Regions from separate parts of the Mus musculus genome. Here region 1 is linked to region 2. A link is a contact called in public Hi-C data. All regions are on one chromosome and are shown on one strand. The core of a region is the stretch at or near the end of the contact, and the rest is flanking DNA. Distances in the headings are between cores, read along the strand shown.

Region 1 (7,715 bases), core at 4,675-7,174, 730 kb before region 2:
TGAGAGGGATAAAGTCTATAAACTCACTCAAAATCCTATTATACCCATGTCTCATACACCCCAATATGGTTTAGAAACAGTTCCAGCAGTAAAAATTATTATATAATAATATTAGTTCTAGACTTTAATTATAACTGTGTCATTGATTAAGCACTTACAATGGGCCCTTTACAAAACTGATAATCCTTATGATCCTATGAGGCAGCACTAGGAAACGGGGCCTGATGAGACTATTTGACCATCTCCAAATGCCTAACTATTCAGAATCACACTCCAGAAGTATCTCCAAGTTAGGAAGGAAGCTATAAGTGTCTGTCAAATCCCAATGACACTGCCGTGCCCCACAGGATCCTGGTCAGGACCAATGATGGCAGGGTGTGCCTGCTCTGGCACTAAAATCTGTGTGACTTTGATGCTTAACCCTCAAATCCTTCCAGATAAACGTGTGTGTGTGTGTGTGTGTGTGTGTGAGTGTGTGTGTGTGAGTGTGTATGTTGTGTGTGTGTGTAGATCAAAGGATAATTTTAAGGAACTGGTTCTCTTCTATTCCCTTGTGGTTCCCAGGGATAGAACTTAGGTCTTCAGGCTTTACCAGCTTAGCCATCTTGACGATCTTTTTTTGTTGTTGTTGTTATTTTATTTATTTATATTTCAAATGTTATCTTCCTTCTAGATTTCCCATCCACACACCTCCTATCACTTTCTTCCTTTTCCCAGACTCTATGACGGTATGCCCCCCCCCCCCCACCTATTCCCACCTCACCATGATAGCATCCGCCTATTCTGGGGCATTGAGTCTCCACAGGACTGAAGGCCTCCCCTCTTATTGATACCAGATAAGACATATGCAGCTAGAGCCATGGGTCCATCCATGTGCATTTGGTTGGTGATTTAGACCCTGGAAGCTCTATGGGTCCAGTTAGTTGATATTATTGCTCTTCCTATGGGATTTCAATTCCTTTCAGCTCTTTCAGTCTTTCTCTTAACTCTTCCACTGAGGTTCCTGTGCTCAGTCCAATGGTTGGCTGCAAACATCTTCATTTGTATTGTCCAGTCACTGGCAGAGCCTCTCAGAGGTCAGCTATACTGGAGTCCTGTCAGCAATCACTTCATGGCAACAGTAATAGTATCTGGATTTGTTGTCTGCAGATGGGATTGTTCCCTGGGTGGGGCAGTCTCTGGATGGTCTTTCCTTCAGTCTTGCTTCACTTTTTGTCCCTGTATTTCCTTTAGACAAGAACAATTCTGGGTTAAAATTGTTGAGATGGGTGGGTGGCCCCATCCCTCAAAGGGGGGCTGTGCCTATCCACTAGATATCATATCTACAGGTTCTATCACTCGTTTGTTGGGTATTTCCTCCTGGGCTTGGAAACCTCTTGCTTAGGGAACAGTTTTTAACAGAATATCAAGATAAAACAAAGCAATATCTATGTGTAACATTTTAAAGATGAACAAATGAACTCAGGAAACTACTAACAACATTGTTAACTTTTTTTGTGAATAGTGGTGTTATTTTATTTCTTTAAACATTTTTCTATTTATATCTGTTTTTAGTGTTTAGTAAATCTATAATTAGAAAAAGAAAGCTTAAAATTATGAATTGAGAGGAATCCTTTGTCGAACAGCCAGCAGGTTTGGTTCTGGTCATACAGGTGACTCTTGGCAAGCACTGACTCACTCACTCAGAAAGCAAGGTCAGGAACTATTCAACACTGCTGTGGAAGTTTTGTAGGGAGCAAGGGCACAAAAGGTTTAGGCAGAGAACCCAGACATCTCTAGATCCTTTCTCTGTTAAATTATGTGCCTATTCAATTCACTCAAGTTTGTGCAAAATCTAATGTGAATAATTAATTTCATGTGGGGTCAGATATTCTCTGATTATGTGGCCCTGTACAGTGGCTCCTGAGAGTGAGTCCTGAGACTTAGTACCTTGTAGAAGTTTTCACAACGTCTTTAAATTCTACCATTGGAGGTAATGTAAAAAATAAAATTGCTAAAATTATTTATAAAGCAAAGTATATTCACTCTTTTGGTGTTAAAAATCTCCTGTCTTTATAAAATGATCGTGACAGGGTGTGTGTGTGTATGTGCATCTTTGTGTATGTTGTTTGTATGTGCATGTGTGTATGTGTGTGTGAGTGTGTGTTTGAGAGTATATGTATGGTGTAGGTATATGCATGTGTGCGTGGTGTGTGTGTATGTGTGAGTGTATATGACCATGTATGTGTACTTGTGTGTATGGATATATGTATGTGTGTGAGTGTGTATGTGTGTGTGACCATGTGTGTGTGCATGTGTTTATATGTGTGTGTGTGTGTGTGTGTGTGTGTGTGTGTGTGTGTGGTGTGTATGTGTGTATATGAGTCTGTGTATGTGTGTGTTTCGGTGTGTGTATGTATGTGTGTATGTGTATGAATGTGTGTATGAGTATGTATATGGTGTTGTGTGTCATGTGTGTATTTGTGTGGTGTTTATATGTGTGTATATGTGTGTCATGTGTATGTGTGTGGTGTGTGTATATGTGGATGTATTTCTATATGTGGGTGAATATATGTGTGGGTGGTGTGCATGTGTATGAGTGTGTGTATGTGTGTATGAGTGCATATGTTTCAGTTGGTGTGGTGTGTGTATGCATGTGTGTGTATGAATGTGTGTGTGTATTTACATGTGTGTCACAGAGAGAGAGAGAGAGAGAGAGAGAGAGAGAGAGAGAGAGAGATATTCTGTCATTTGGCAAAAATACAAAATTGCTTCTGCAATTGTGAAGGCTGAGGCCCTGAACTGGATTTAGAATAGTCTATAGTCTGGAAAGAAAGAGTCAGAGTTTAAATTTATTATTATTATTATTATTATTATTATTATTATTATTATTATTATTATTATTTTGTAGTCCGTAACATGTGTATGTTCTCACACAGATATTTCTTAATCTTTAATAATGGTAGGAGAATTTTCTTTCAGGTATATAAAATGTTCTCCTTCTCATAAAAAATCTAGAAAAATGACCAGCAAATGATCTCCTTCTAAGAAACCTTGCACAGAGTCAGAGCACAGTCAAAAGTTATGATTTTGGTACTGGTTACGTGGGATAATCTACAGCATGTTTAACAGCACATAGTCACTGAGATGATCCCATTAGATAGCGATTGTTTGAGGAAATATAGTTCTCATCAGTACAGTCTTTTAAAACTGAATCTTAGGGATTTTACTGAGGCTTAGAGGAACAATTTCAAGTAAATTCTCACATTTTGAGAACTTTTGCTTTAATTCAATGGGATTGCTGAGTTATTGCCATTGAATTTAAGGTATGAATTCCTAGGGCAAAAGAAGGGCTAGGAGTATTCTAAGAGAAGCTCAGAGCATCAGGTGCTGAGAATGATGACCCCATCATGGTGGCTCATGACATGGCACCCTCATCTCTGACAGTGCATCTGCTTTCCCTACTCACTGCTCCTTCTGATCAGCATCTTCTTTAGAGGTTCCCTGCTGCATTGTTGCTAGTTCTGAACCACTTCCTTATCCTCTAGGTCTGAGAAATAACCTATGTCTTTGCAATGGTCTGAGGAAAAATGGTCTCCATAAACCTACACATTCAAAAACGTAGTCACCAGGAGGAAGTGTGTCACCAGATCTCTCTCTCTCTCTCTCTCTCTCTCTCTCTCTCTCTCTCTCCCACTGCCTGCAGCTCACTATGTGTCTCTCAACTACTTTTCCAACACCATGCCTACCTGCACAACACCGTGCTCCCTGCCATGATGATAATAAAACTAAACCTCTGGAAGTGTAAGCCAGCCCCCAGTTAAATGCTTTCTCTTACAAGAGTTGCCTTGGCCATGGTGTCTCTTTATAGCAATAGAATACTGAATCCTGACCAAGAAAGTCCTTTGGAAGCCTTTGCTACAATAAGCAACAACAATACATACAGTAAAATAGAAACTATAAAACCTCATTGTCTCACAGATCATCTCTGAAAGATCTATATGTTATTATGAGTTCTTTAATTTTCTTTGTCCTAATAAGACACTCACAATGCATTCATCCAACTCAGAGTAGTAGTTACATTACAGTAAGTCCAGACAAACCATGTTCCCAGAGTTTGTTGGTTGGTGTTGAGATTTTCACCATCAGTGTCAATTGTCCATTGTTTGTCTCAGTGGAAAGAATTTGTGTGTTCTACAAAGATATGCTTTGCTAAGTCGTATTCGTGATTCTGAGAGAGGGTTGTCTGTACTGAGGCAAGGGCCTATTCAGCAATGATTTATAAGCATCTTCGATGTGTAAAGCACTGAGTAGAGAGGATTGAATTGTAAGGTTTATGATGTTCACCAGAGAGGTAGTAATGAAGACACCACCTTCCAAAGTCACAGTATAGAGTAAAGGTAAGCTTTTCCTATTGAGGTTGTAAGCCACACATGATTTGTAATCTTCTTAATACAATGCATCGAAGCAGAAGCTAGTTTATATAAAGCATGGAGTACCCACATGATGAAGCACGAGCTCCTCTTAGGAGGCCAGGTCAGGCCACGAGTCACCGAGCACTAACCAGTGAATAGCAAGCATTTTGAAAGTTGTCTGGGGGCATCTATAGAAAATAAGTGAAAGAAAAAGTTTATTAAGCTCCCACATTCTGCTGTGCCTTAAAGTATGTAAGAATAAGAATAAGCTTTGTCTTTTGTTTGAGCTGGTGTTTAATGGTAGAGGTGTGTGGGATTGGAAGTTTCAAAGCCTACTTTTAATAAGGGTTCTCAAATGCTTCATTTCCCCACTTCTAGGCCACAGTTCAAAGCTAGGGGAGAAAAGATGGTAAATAGAACAATGGAATGTAGACCTGTTTAGAAGTATTTCTTTGGGGCAATTCCAATCTCCATTGTCAGGATAGTAGCAGTCCAGTTTAGTAGTATCAGGATACCAAACATGGATCAGCAGCAGTGGCATGATCTAGCAGAAAGAGCCAGGCCTCAACTGAATCAGCACAAGTCAGCAGGAGTGACTAGAATCAGCTAGGACACAAGGAGAAGTTCTCTGTCATGCCTCTTCCAGTGAAGTGAAGATCAATGAAGTTGTAAGACCAATGAAGTATTGCAAGACTAGATATGCAAGCGCACCATCACTGTCCATTGAGTCCTATTTATACTCTGTCTAAACATCATGTGTTCTCCCACAGGTCTTGCCTCAGCAAAACATCAGGCTAGTCTGCATCAGAGAAACACCAAATGATTCTGTATAACATGACATAACCAGAAACTTCCACATCAGAGGTGCTCTGAGAACTTCTACAGTTGTCTATTAATTTATACTGTATTTGTACTTGAAGTCTGGGCACCATGTTCTGGAGGAATGGTTGAAATGACTCTTGATATATTCTTCTCTTCTTCTTCTTCTTCTTCTTCTTCTTCTTCTTCTTCTTCTTCTTCTTCTTCTTCTTCTTCTTCTTCTTCTTCTTCTTCTTCTTCTTCTTCCCCTTCCCCTTCCCCTTCCCCTTCCTCCTCCTCCCCCTCTTCCTCCTCCTCCTCCTCCTCCTCCAGTCATCCTCCTCCTCTTTCTCTCACAGATGATACTTTGGACTAAATTTTTTTTAATGTTTTTGAAACCTCAAGACTCATGTCCTTTCTACTAGCAGAGGCTGAAAAAAATGCTTTTAGTCACTATGTGATGCTCAGCATAGAATCCAATAGAATTCCAGCTCAGCTAGACTCCAAAGCATTTTCTGGTGGAGCTGGTGGATGAAGCCCAAAGTGTCAGCATGCATAGCTAGAATTTCACACTCTACCAGGTGGTCTAGGGCAGAACACTGTGGGAATGACCCAAACAAAGAAGAAGGACCATATTGCTGCACACAAGGTGAGAGGCAGCATGTCCAATCTTAGGGGCCTTAGGACTCTGAGGTGGAGGCTGAGAGAGCCAGTTATTTGAGACTCAAATTGTTGGCACAGATAGGCTGAAGGCTCAGCAGGGAGAGAAGAGAAGCAGAAAGCTTTCCAAGAAGAAGCTGTAAACTGACCTACTTATTCTGACGATGAGATTTGCTTCTGCTTCCCCACAGGCCAAGCCCAGGTTCCCTGACATGAAATCCAAGCACTCACTGGTAAGGACGTAGAGACTAGGGATTTTTTTCAAATGCTTGTTTTTCTTTTTTCCCCCAGTAAGGATTCTTTGCCCTACTGGGTGATAACTGTGCCCAGCCTGGAAATAGTCATGGTAATGAGGATTATTTGTGTGGCGTCAACAAGTCCAGAAAGGAGTGGACAGACAGCATGACCATCTGGTTTCTGTGATCTTCTCTCGCACAGGACTCATAGAACCTATGGGAACATATGGGAGGAGAGTGGGAGGATGAGGGGGCTGGAGGAACAGAGGCAGGTGCCAACCTGTCCTTTCATTTTCCTGAGCTCTCTGCCAAAAAACATTTACTCCTCTCTTTTAGTGGCAAGAATGACCCTTTTCAAATCTTTTTGTGTCATAATTTGGGATGTCCGTTTCTTAGACGTATAGGGCAAGCTATAATACAGGCCTTATTGGCAGAGAAACTGATGACTTGTGAGTAGCTGGCTCTTTATGGTGGTATGTGACAGTATGTTAGGATGTAAATGGCATCTCTGAGTTCTATCTACCATGAGAGTAACCTCTACTCTTCCACAGCTGCCTCCAGGCACTAGCAAATGCTCCAAAGGGATAGCTATGGGCTATAGGGTTGTAGCAGGTTAACCTGGGCAGAGGCTGAACATACCAGCTGGCTGAATTTGAAACAGAGGAATGGATAGGGATTTTATGCTAACCATTCATGATATCTTTGTTGAAGAAATGTTCATCATACAGCATCAGTCTACAAGTCAACAACTTAGTGTAATTACTAAAGTAGCAATAACAAATGCACACCTGAATCTAAGGTGGCATCCTTTCCCTTTAAATATTTCATCTTTATTATTTGATTTGTGTGTGTGCCGTGTGCTGTGTGCTGTGTGTGTGTGTGTGTGTGTGTGTGTGTGTGTGTGTGTGTGTATGTTAATCCAGAAGATGTGAGATCTCTTGGAACTAGAATTATAGGTGGTTGTGAGATGCCTTATATGGGTATTCAGAACCAAAATCAGGCCTTTTTTTCCCATCTGAGAATGAGTCCACAGCCTTGTGGATGGCAGGCAAGAACTCTAGAACAGAACTGCATCTCCAGGATTTTCCTCAAAGGCCGTAAATTATCTGAGTCTGTGTCTGTCTACTCTGAGGATGGTGCTGAGTGCTGTTCAAATCCTCCCTGATCCTGAGAGCTTTCCGTGATGCTGGCTCATGGTTCAGCCTCTGGGCAGGAATCACCCTCACCTGAAAGGAACTGCCATGGTTTCTTGCTTCTTAGGAATGACCTATGCCAGTGATTAGGGTTTCTGAGGGGAGGGCCTGTTATTCAACTGGGACTAAACTTAAGGGTGAGTCCAGTTCTACAACTTCTGTAATAAAAGTTCAGCTAAACTAAGTGTGGCAACTGTATTCAAGTTCTAAGTCTCCTTGGGTTGAATTCTTTATTCCTTTGTATTGGCTGTGAGGGTTAGTCAGGACTTTCTTCATGTCCAGACTGTTTCTGGAACCCAGGGTGGACTCCTATCTTAGTTACGGTTTCTATGACTATGATTAAGCATCATGACCATAAATAACTTGGGGAGGAATAAGTATATTCTTCTTACAGTTCTCAGGTCACTCTCACTGAGGGAGTCACAGCAGGAACC
Region 2 (7,648 bases), core at 800-3,299:
TATTTGAGCTGTTGTGTGTGTCTCCTGAACAATATACCAGTCTATTTTTCTAGTGACATAATAAATATTGACTTATCATGGTTCTGGAAAATCCAAGATCAAAGTCTCAAAATAATTTGCATATAGTGGAGACTGATTTCCTGGTTCAAAGATGGTACTTGGTATGTGTCCTCATGGAATGCAGAGACAAGAATTTCTCTAGTCATGCTTACAGGGGTGTTAATGCTACACATGAGAGATCACTTTTCTACAGACCTGTTTATGTTACCCTTGTGTTAGTATTAGATTTCAACACATGAGTCATCAGTTCTTAAATTTTCAGGCTATGGCAGCTCTCCACATCCTGAATCTCTTGTCACTCTATCCCAGATGGGGTTAGTAAACCAAGTCGCAGTAGCTGAGCCGTTTAGACAACCTCAAGTAGCTTTGTTCTTCAGTTTTTAAATATCACAGTTAGAAAATGAGACACTTATTTGGAGCCAACATCTCTGAAAGAAAGAGATGTTCTGTGTTAATTACCTAGCAGATGTTCCATCCATGGATAGATCATTAGGAGACAAAGGATCTGATCTCAAGATGGACGGCAAACTTCTGCTGAAACGTCAGTGTGTTCAGTGTGTTTCAGATTTGTTTCTTATGTGTGACCATCAATATTGGAATGGTAATTCTAGAGAAACCATAACCAAGTCTAGAGGAGTCTACTGAGGAAAGATCCATTCTTCCATCTCCTTAGGTGCCAATACTCACAGTGTTTCCAAGGATTGCCACATTAGCATGTAGAACCAATAGATATTTAATGAGCTGGTTTTTTAGTTAAAAATCACCTTGCTTCAGTCAGTGACAGTATTTATATCTTCCCATGTGCCAGTCACCATGTAGATAATGGGCACACATCCAAGAAGGGTGATAATAACTATAACTGGCAAGTACTGCACTCTTACTGCTGATCGATTACCTCATATAATTCTCAAATCAACTTCATAATTAAGTGACTTTGTAATATTGAATCAATAACAAAGAATGATATTTAAAGGGGTCCAATAATGCTAACAAAGACTAAAGCTGGACCTCACAGTGCTTGTACACTATTTATTGTTGTTCCCACATAAGAAAGCAAACTTCATATTCTCAAGAAACTTATACTCTGAATTAGGGAACACATATATTCAGAAAGCAATCAAATTAAGAAAAATGCAAGAAGGCGCTGCAAAGTTTGCCACCTTTCAGTTAATCTGTGTCTGAGACAGAGTTGAAGGAAGTCACTTGGTTGATGTGGACTTCCTCTAGTTTCACCAAACAAACTCTCTTATCTTTTCCCCTCCTGTCATCCCTAGTCTGTAATTCTGCGTCCCCTTCTGTTTGTCTGCACGCCCCTCCTTTCCCTGCTCTTTTGGTTTCTCTCCCATACAGATAGATATTAGAGACTAACAAATGTCACAGTGTAGTTTCAAAGGTGTATATGGGAGGGAGGCAAGGATGGGTGACCACAAATGAAACCAGCTATTGACAGAGGGATCGGTGCATCTGAGTAGCCTTGCTTTATGTGTTCTGGTGTTTGGTGGATTCAAGGAAAGCATGAACGTGCTCATTGCCCAGTGTGTCTGGGCTCCTCCCTTCTTGCTTTCTGACACTGTAAGCATGCAGGACTCCAAAAGCACATCCACACCACTCTTCTGCTGTTAAGCGAGTCTCCCCAGGATTAACAACTCAGTTCATTATGTTTCCAGATCACATTAATCATCTTTTCTGGGAGTTTGGAAACATTTGGAGTCATTTCTCTATGAATTTATCCATCTGGGATCTTTATAAAAGATATGTTCACACAGTCATTTGTTGCTCACTTAAGAAGCTATTTGCTGCGCTCTGCTGAGAGTGTTGTTCCCAATATCCTGAAAGGAAACGTCTGAAGTCAAATGTGGCTTCTTCACCATTCAGGGGCCCCTCAGTTGAGCTCAGTGAGGTTTTTAACAAAGAGCAAGACCCAGAGCATAGAGGTTCTAGTTCCAACATAATAGTGTTGAGAAGTTCAAAGGCGGTGTTCTGTGCAGCCTGCCTGCACTCCTAGAGCAGATGGGAGTGGAGGAAGCTGTGGGGGCTGTGGAAAGGAGGTGAGATGGATGAGTCAGAGCAAAGGTCCAGGCAGGATTTCTGGCTTTACTCCTACAGGCTATGTAACCTTAGACAATTCACATAGTCTCTCTAAGATCCATTCACCCCTCTGTAAACTACTATCATAGGGTAGTTCTATATGCTGGCTTTTATTCTCTCCTCTGCTCTCTGCTGTTGAGGAAACTGTATAAATCGGCTAGTACCACTTAATTTTGCAATTTCCACACCTCTTTTCAAAACCAACAGTGTGTGTGTATATGTATGTGTGTATACATATAAAATATATAATACATGTATGAAAGAAAATCATCTATTGAGTAATTTCCATGGCTGTTACTAACAATAAAATGTGTGTGTCTGTGTGTGTGCATGTGTGTGTGCATATGTGTGTTTATACTATGTATAAACATATGTGTGTTAATTACACACAGTATATAATACTATATATATAAACATATATGACACATACGTGTACACACATACGTATGTGTGTGCATTTGCCTGTGCATGCATGTGTGTGTGTGTGTGTGTGTGTGTGTGTGTGTGTGTGTGTGTGCATCTGCAAAAGAATAAATATCCTATTATGGATGTCCTAGAAGCCAGTATTTCTTAATTATCTTCTGTTATATAAAAAGCCTTAAAGCCATGTGCCCTGTTTGAATTGAGCTGAAGATGTGTTGTTTAGGAAACAGACAGAGAATCCTTTAGGATACACTGTGAGCATCCTCCCAGGCACAGTATAGTCTTAGGAGCCTGGAAAGTAAGCAATTCCTGTAAAGGCTTTTGTTCGTTTGCCTCAGGCAATATTGTGCAGGGAAGCTCTGAGGCACGGCCCAATTCTTAAGTCAGATGTTTCTTTAGAGACAATATTCTGCATTGAATATCTTCTGAAAGCCCACGACAGACATTTCTGTCTGTGATCATTATCCTTGAAATATAGGTTCTTTCTGCCCACGTGAAGGACTGGCTTGAATAATGCCTCTGGTACTGTAGGAAGCATAAAAGGCACAGTTAAATTGTATTGCCTTAGAAGGGTCCAGGAGAGGAGTACAAGAGATGGTAGAAGTTTGTTCTAATTCTGCCCTGGCTGAAAACCAGGTAACGGGATGTGGAAATGTTGGCCTCTGTTGAATCCTCTCCCCAGCCTTGGGACTTTCAGTTGGAGATTCCCATTACACAGGAAATTCCCAGTGGCCTTGATGGAAATTACCTGCCTACCTCACCTTCTTGCCCCTACTTTAGGTGGACTCCTGAGGGCACTTTTTAATTGCCATGCATGTCTCCTCACAGAAAAGCTAATTGCATCTGCTTTCCTTTCCTTTAGGTTCCCAATCAAGGACAGGAATAATGAAGAAGGCTGTGTGCTAGCTGCATCCTTTTGAACCACCCAGGAAGGAAATCCAGAGTGTGGTCAGGGGCAGAACACATGCAACCCTTGGAGTGAATGAGGAATGGACTCGTGATTATGCAGAGGTTGCAGGATGAATCTGGTCGACCTGTGGCTGTCCCGCTCCCTCTCCATGTGTCTCCTCCTCCAAAGCTTTGTACTGATGATACTGTGTTTTCATTCTGCCAGTATGTGTCCCAAGGGCTGCCTTTGCTCTTCCTCTGGAGGGTTAAATGTCACCTGTAGCAATGCAAATCTCAAGGAAATACCCAGAGATCTCCCTCCTGAAACAGTTTTGCTGTATTTGGACTCCAATCAGATCACATCCATCCCCAATGAGATTTTTAAGGACCTCCATCAACTGAGAGTGCTTAACCTGTCCAAAAACGGCATCGAGTTTATTGACGAGCATGCATTCAAAGGAGTAGCAGAAACCCTGCAGACCCTGGACTTGTCTGACAACAGGATTCAAAGTGTGCACAAAAATGCCTTCAATAATCTGAAGGCTAGGGCTAGGATTGCTAACAACCCATGGCATTGTGACTGTACTCTCCAGCAAGTTCTCAGGAGCATGGCATCCAATCATGAGACAGCACACAATGTGATTTGCAAGACATCAGTGTTGGATGAGCACGCTGGGAGACCTTTCCTCAATGCTGCCAATGACGCTGACCTGTGTAACCTCCCTAAAAAGACTACTGACTATGCCATGCTCGTCACTATGTTTGGCTGGTTCACCATGGTGATCTCTTATGTGGTGTACTACGTGAGGCAGAATCAGGAGGATGCCCGGAGACACCTTGAATACTTGAAATCCCTGCCAAGCAGGCAAAAGAAGGCAGATGAGCCTGATGACATTAGCACTGTGGTATAGTAGCCATGCTGGCTGGCACTGGGAAGGGAGCTTCTGTTTGTAGGAAAATAAGTGATTCATTTCCCCCTTCATTGTACACATTTAAAACTTTGTATTTTAGTTTCTTTGGAATCATGCCACTGTTGAACTTTACACAAACAACACTAATAATTTTAGTTTAGGTGATCTCCCCCCCCCCCATTAATTGTGACCTCTGGTTCCTGAGTAACAAACTCTCTGAACATTAGTTAGACCCATCTCACTATTTAATAATGAAATTTATTTTTTTAATTTAAAACTGAATAAAAGCTTAACTTTGAACCATGGAAAACAGTGTGCCTTATTGGTTAAGACACAATATAGTCAGTGCACTTGCACCGAAGTAAAACAGACAGCCCTGTGACGGTAAGACTATCTCATTAAAAGATGATGTGTCATTCGGCCTCATTGCAGTCTGGGGAGCCAGAGCTAAATTGTTGATCAGTTAAGAATCTGCCAGATTTAGCTAGCCAAGATGTTTATACAGATGTATTTCTCGAGGACTTGAGTGTATTAGAATGTCTGCTGGCAAGCATCTACTTTTCTAAACGGGTAGGTCAGACATGCTTCTACTCTGTGATGGATGAAATGGGAAAGTAAACAATGCCATGAATCTTATCCTCCTGCTGGCCTTTTGGTGGGCAGGAGTGTGTGGTGAATCCAGGAAGAGTTAGGCTTGGGAAGGAGGCAAGCACGCCCTCAGCGGACGCTCTGTGTGGGTATCCGGATACTGCTACTGTCCATACCTCTCACCACCAGAGGAAAAAGTGAACACTGGCCGTGCATATAAAACAGAGGTCCAGCCACCAGCCAGGTGTTAGAGCTTGAGTTTGAACTAGGTCTTTTCTGTTTTGTTTTGTTTGGTTTGGTTTGGTTTTTTTCAAGTCAGGGTTTCTCTGTGTAGCCCTGGCTATCCTGGAACTCACTCTGTAGACCAGGCTGGCCTCAAACTCAGAAATTCGCCTGCCTCTGCCTCCCAAGTGCTGGGATTAAAGGCGTGCACCACCATGCCCGGTGTACCAGGTCTTTTCTAAATAGAGGTATTTCATTGATAATCCTTTCAAGTTGGTTTACAAATGCAGAGTTTACATGATTAAAATGACCAACATGAAATTGAATGAATTTTGTTACTATATGCTCCTGCATATCTGCCACACAAAGGAGATAGTCTGACTCAACTATGGGCAGAGATCCTGGAAGCACATTTGACTTCTGTAATGGGGAGTGATGGCCTTGTTTGTTTGTTTGCTTGCTTGCTTGCTTGCTTGCTTGCTTGCTTGCTTGCTTGTTTTAGGATGAATGTGTCAGGTAAGCATGGAGGGTCAAAGCCATGGGAGCATAGGGACAAAGATGTGGAAGTGAAGGTAGAGAGTAAGATACAAGTCCCAACCCTATGGTGACTTCACACTGAAGAATGTCATAATCTGTTATCCCATGCCACTGATGGAACACTTACTATGCATTAGTAGTTTTCTAAGTTATCTTAGTTAATGCTTCGGAAGCTCTATGAGATACTTCTATATAATAGGCCCAGAACCCCAGCAATTTTGGAAAGCATAGCATATGCACAAATATTAAGTTTTGAGAGATTTGAAAATTGTATACGTCTGCACATGACATACACTCTGACATTCATGTCCTGCCATTCTGCCACAGACTCAACTATACAAGGTAGCTGGTTCCTCTGGCACATTGGTTTACAGAAAATTACATGACAATTCCATTTAAAACCAGAGGGGAACTTCTGTGTATAAGGCCCCTCGAGGAAAGAAGCTAGAGTGCCCCAAGTGAGGCACAGGGCCCTATCTAACCTACAAGATACTGTCTTCAGGATGTTAAAACTCAGTTTCATCCCCCTTGAAGGCCGGGAGTGCTGACTGTAACCATAGTCTGTTGAAAGGCCTGCTGAAAAAATCAATAAGACACTCAGAGCAGTGGTCACTGTGTGCTCACACCGTCTTTAGCCATCCCAAGAAGTCTAGCCAAAACACAAAGATAACTCTCAGATGTGAGACTTGGGATGTGGGCCTAGAACTGCTGTATCCAGGGAGACTAAAGTCAGATGGCCTGCATTGCCTTTGGTTTGGAGACAGTTAGACCCATACTGAGGAGACAGCGCCGCCTGGAGGACAATGCTAAAATGCAGTGTAAGTACTAACTGGAAAGAGGCAATAAAGGTTTAGCTCTAACAGTTTTGAAAATTTAACAAAAGTATTGTGTTTATCTGCATGTATGAGTCACATTCATTTTGGAAAATCTTCCAGAGGTGGATAAGATAATCCATTCCAGGTCATTCCTTCCAAAATCATCTTCATGCTCTTAGTAATGAAATGTTATTTTCCTCGTGGCCAATCCATTAGTCCAATAAATTGTCTTATAAAGGAAAGGTCTCTGAGGACTTGGTGAGAAGAGTCACATACTATACTTGAAGTAATGAAAAAGAGTTAAATAACCACACATTTGGTTTGCAATTCCTCATGTAGAATTGAGAGATACCACAGGTTATCAGGAACTTCCCTCCTTGATTTCTCTATGTAGATTGTCAGGTTATAGTGTCGTCGGTACTCCAAAAAGAAAAACACTAATTTACGTGTCCATGAATTGAATAGAGGATTATTAGGTAATAAAAATCAAATAAAACAACTAAAGTAATAGATTACCATGTCAATTTGTGACAGAACAGAAGGGAAATGACCTCATTGCTAGAGCTTACGAATGTCCACCCACTAGGCCAACAGTGTATAGAGGTGATGAGTGAAAGAGTTGCTACCTGAGAACCTGAAGTCTTGACCCTATATCTGTGTCTCATTTCCCACTGCCCTGCAGGAGTTCCTATTCACAGTGAACTACAGGAAGACTTTTTAAATCCACTTCCATATTATTGTCCTAGGCAGAGAGCATCTGAAGTTCTAATACATTAAATAGTAATATTTAAAGTACCTTTTTCCAGTCTGTGATTTCTCTCAACCTCCACCTTTTAAATTAAAAAAAAAATGCCCCTGGAATTTTAATCTAATCTTTGACAATGTGCTTATCTCTCAAGCAAAGCAAATCATAAAACATGCCAACTCAACTAGAACACATTTAAAAGTGATAAAAACTTACATAATGGAAGACAGACCTTCCAGTACTACTTGGACAAATTGTAATCACTCTGTATAGTCTGCAGGGTGAGCAGTGTTCTTTTTCATGTCTGTCTCTGATTCCTCACAGTAATTCTTGCTCTGATATCACCAAGCATACAGCAGTCTAAGTGCCCT

The links. Hi-C and Micro-C count contacts between places; a contact is called where the count stands out from the background.
Region 1: a Hi-C map of cerebellum shows a contact between it and region 2, with 2.8 times the contacts expected there. The contact joins two enhancer-like sites.

The regions. Positions count from the first base shown.
Region 1 is chr14:16,091,525-16,099,239 of GRCm38.p6, reverse strand. No RefSeq gene overlaps it. Among named protein-coding and RNA genes, the nearest start is that of 1700062C10Rik, 58 kb to the right of the region's middle. Within about 2 kb of position 5,924, at least 4 of the 459 cell types and tissues checked have an H3K27ac peak or open chromatin away from gene starts, as enhancers often do. A contact at or near this core is called in cerebellum, where this site is marked.
Region 2 is chr14:15,354,547-15,362,194 of GRCm38.p6, reverse strand. Lrrc3b (leucine rich repeat containing 3B) reads left to right here. Exons shown (of 2, transcript NM_146052.4): 2 at 3,434-4,680. The coding sequence starts at 3,591. The coding sequence ends at 4,370. Among named protein-coding and RNA genes, the nearest start is that of Gm31577, 36 kb to the right of the region's middle. Within about 2 kb of position 2,049, at least 9 of the 459 cell types and tissues checked have an H3K27ac peak or open chromatin away from gene starts, as enhancers often do. A contact at or near this core is called in cerebellum, where this site is marked.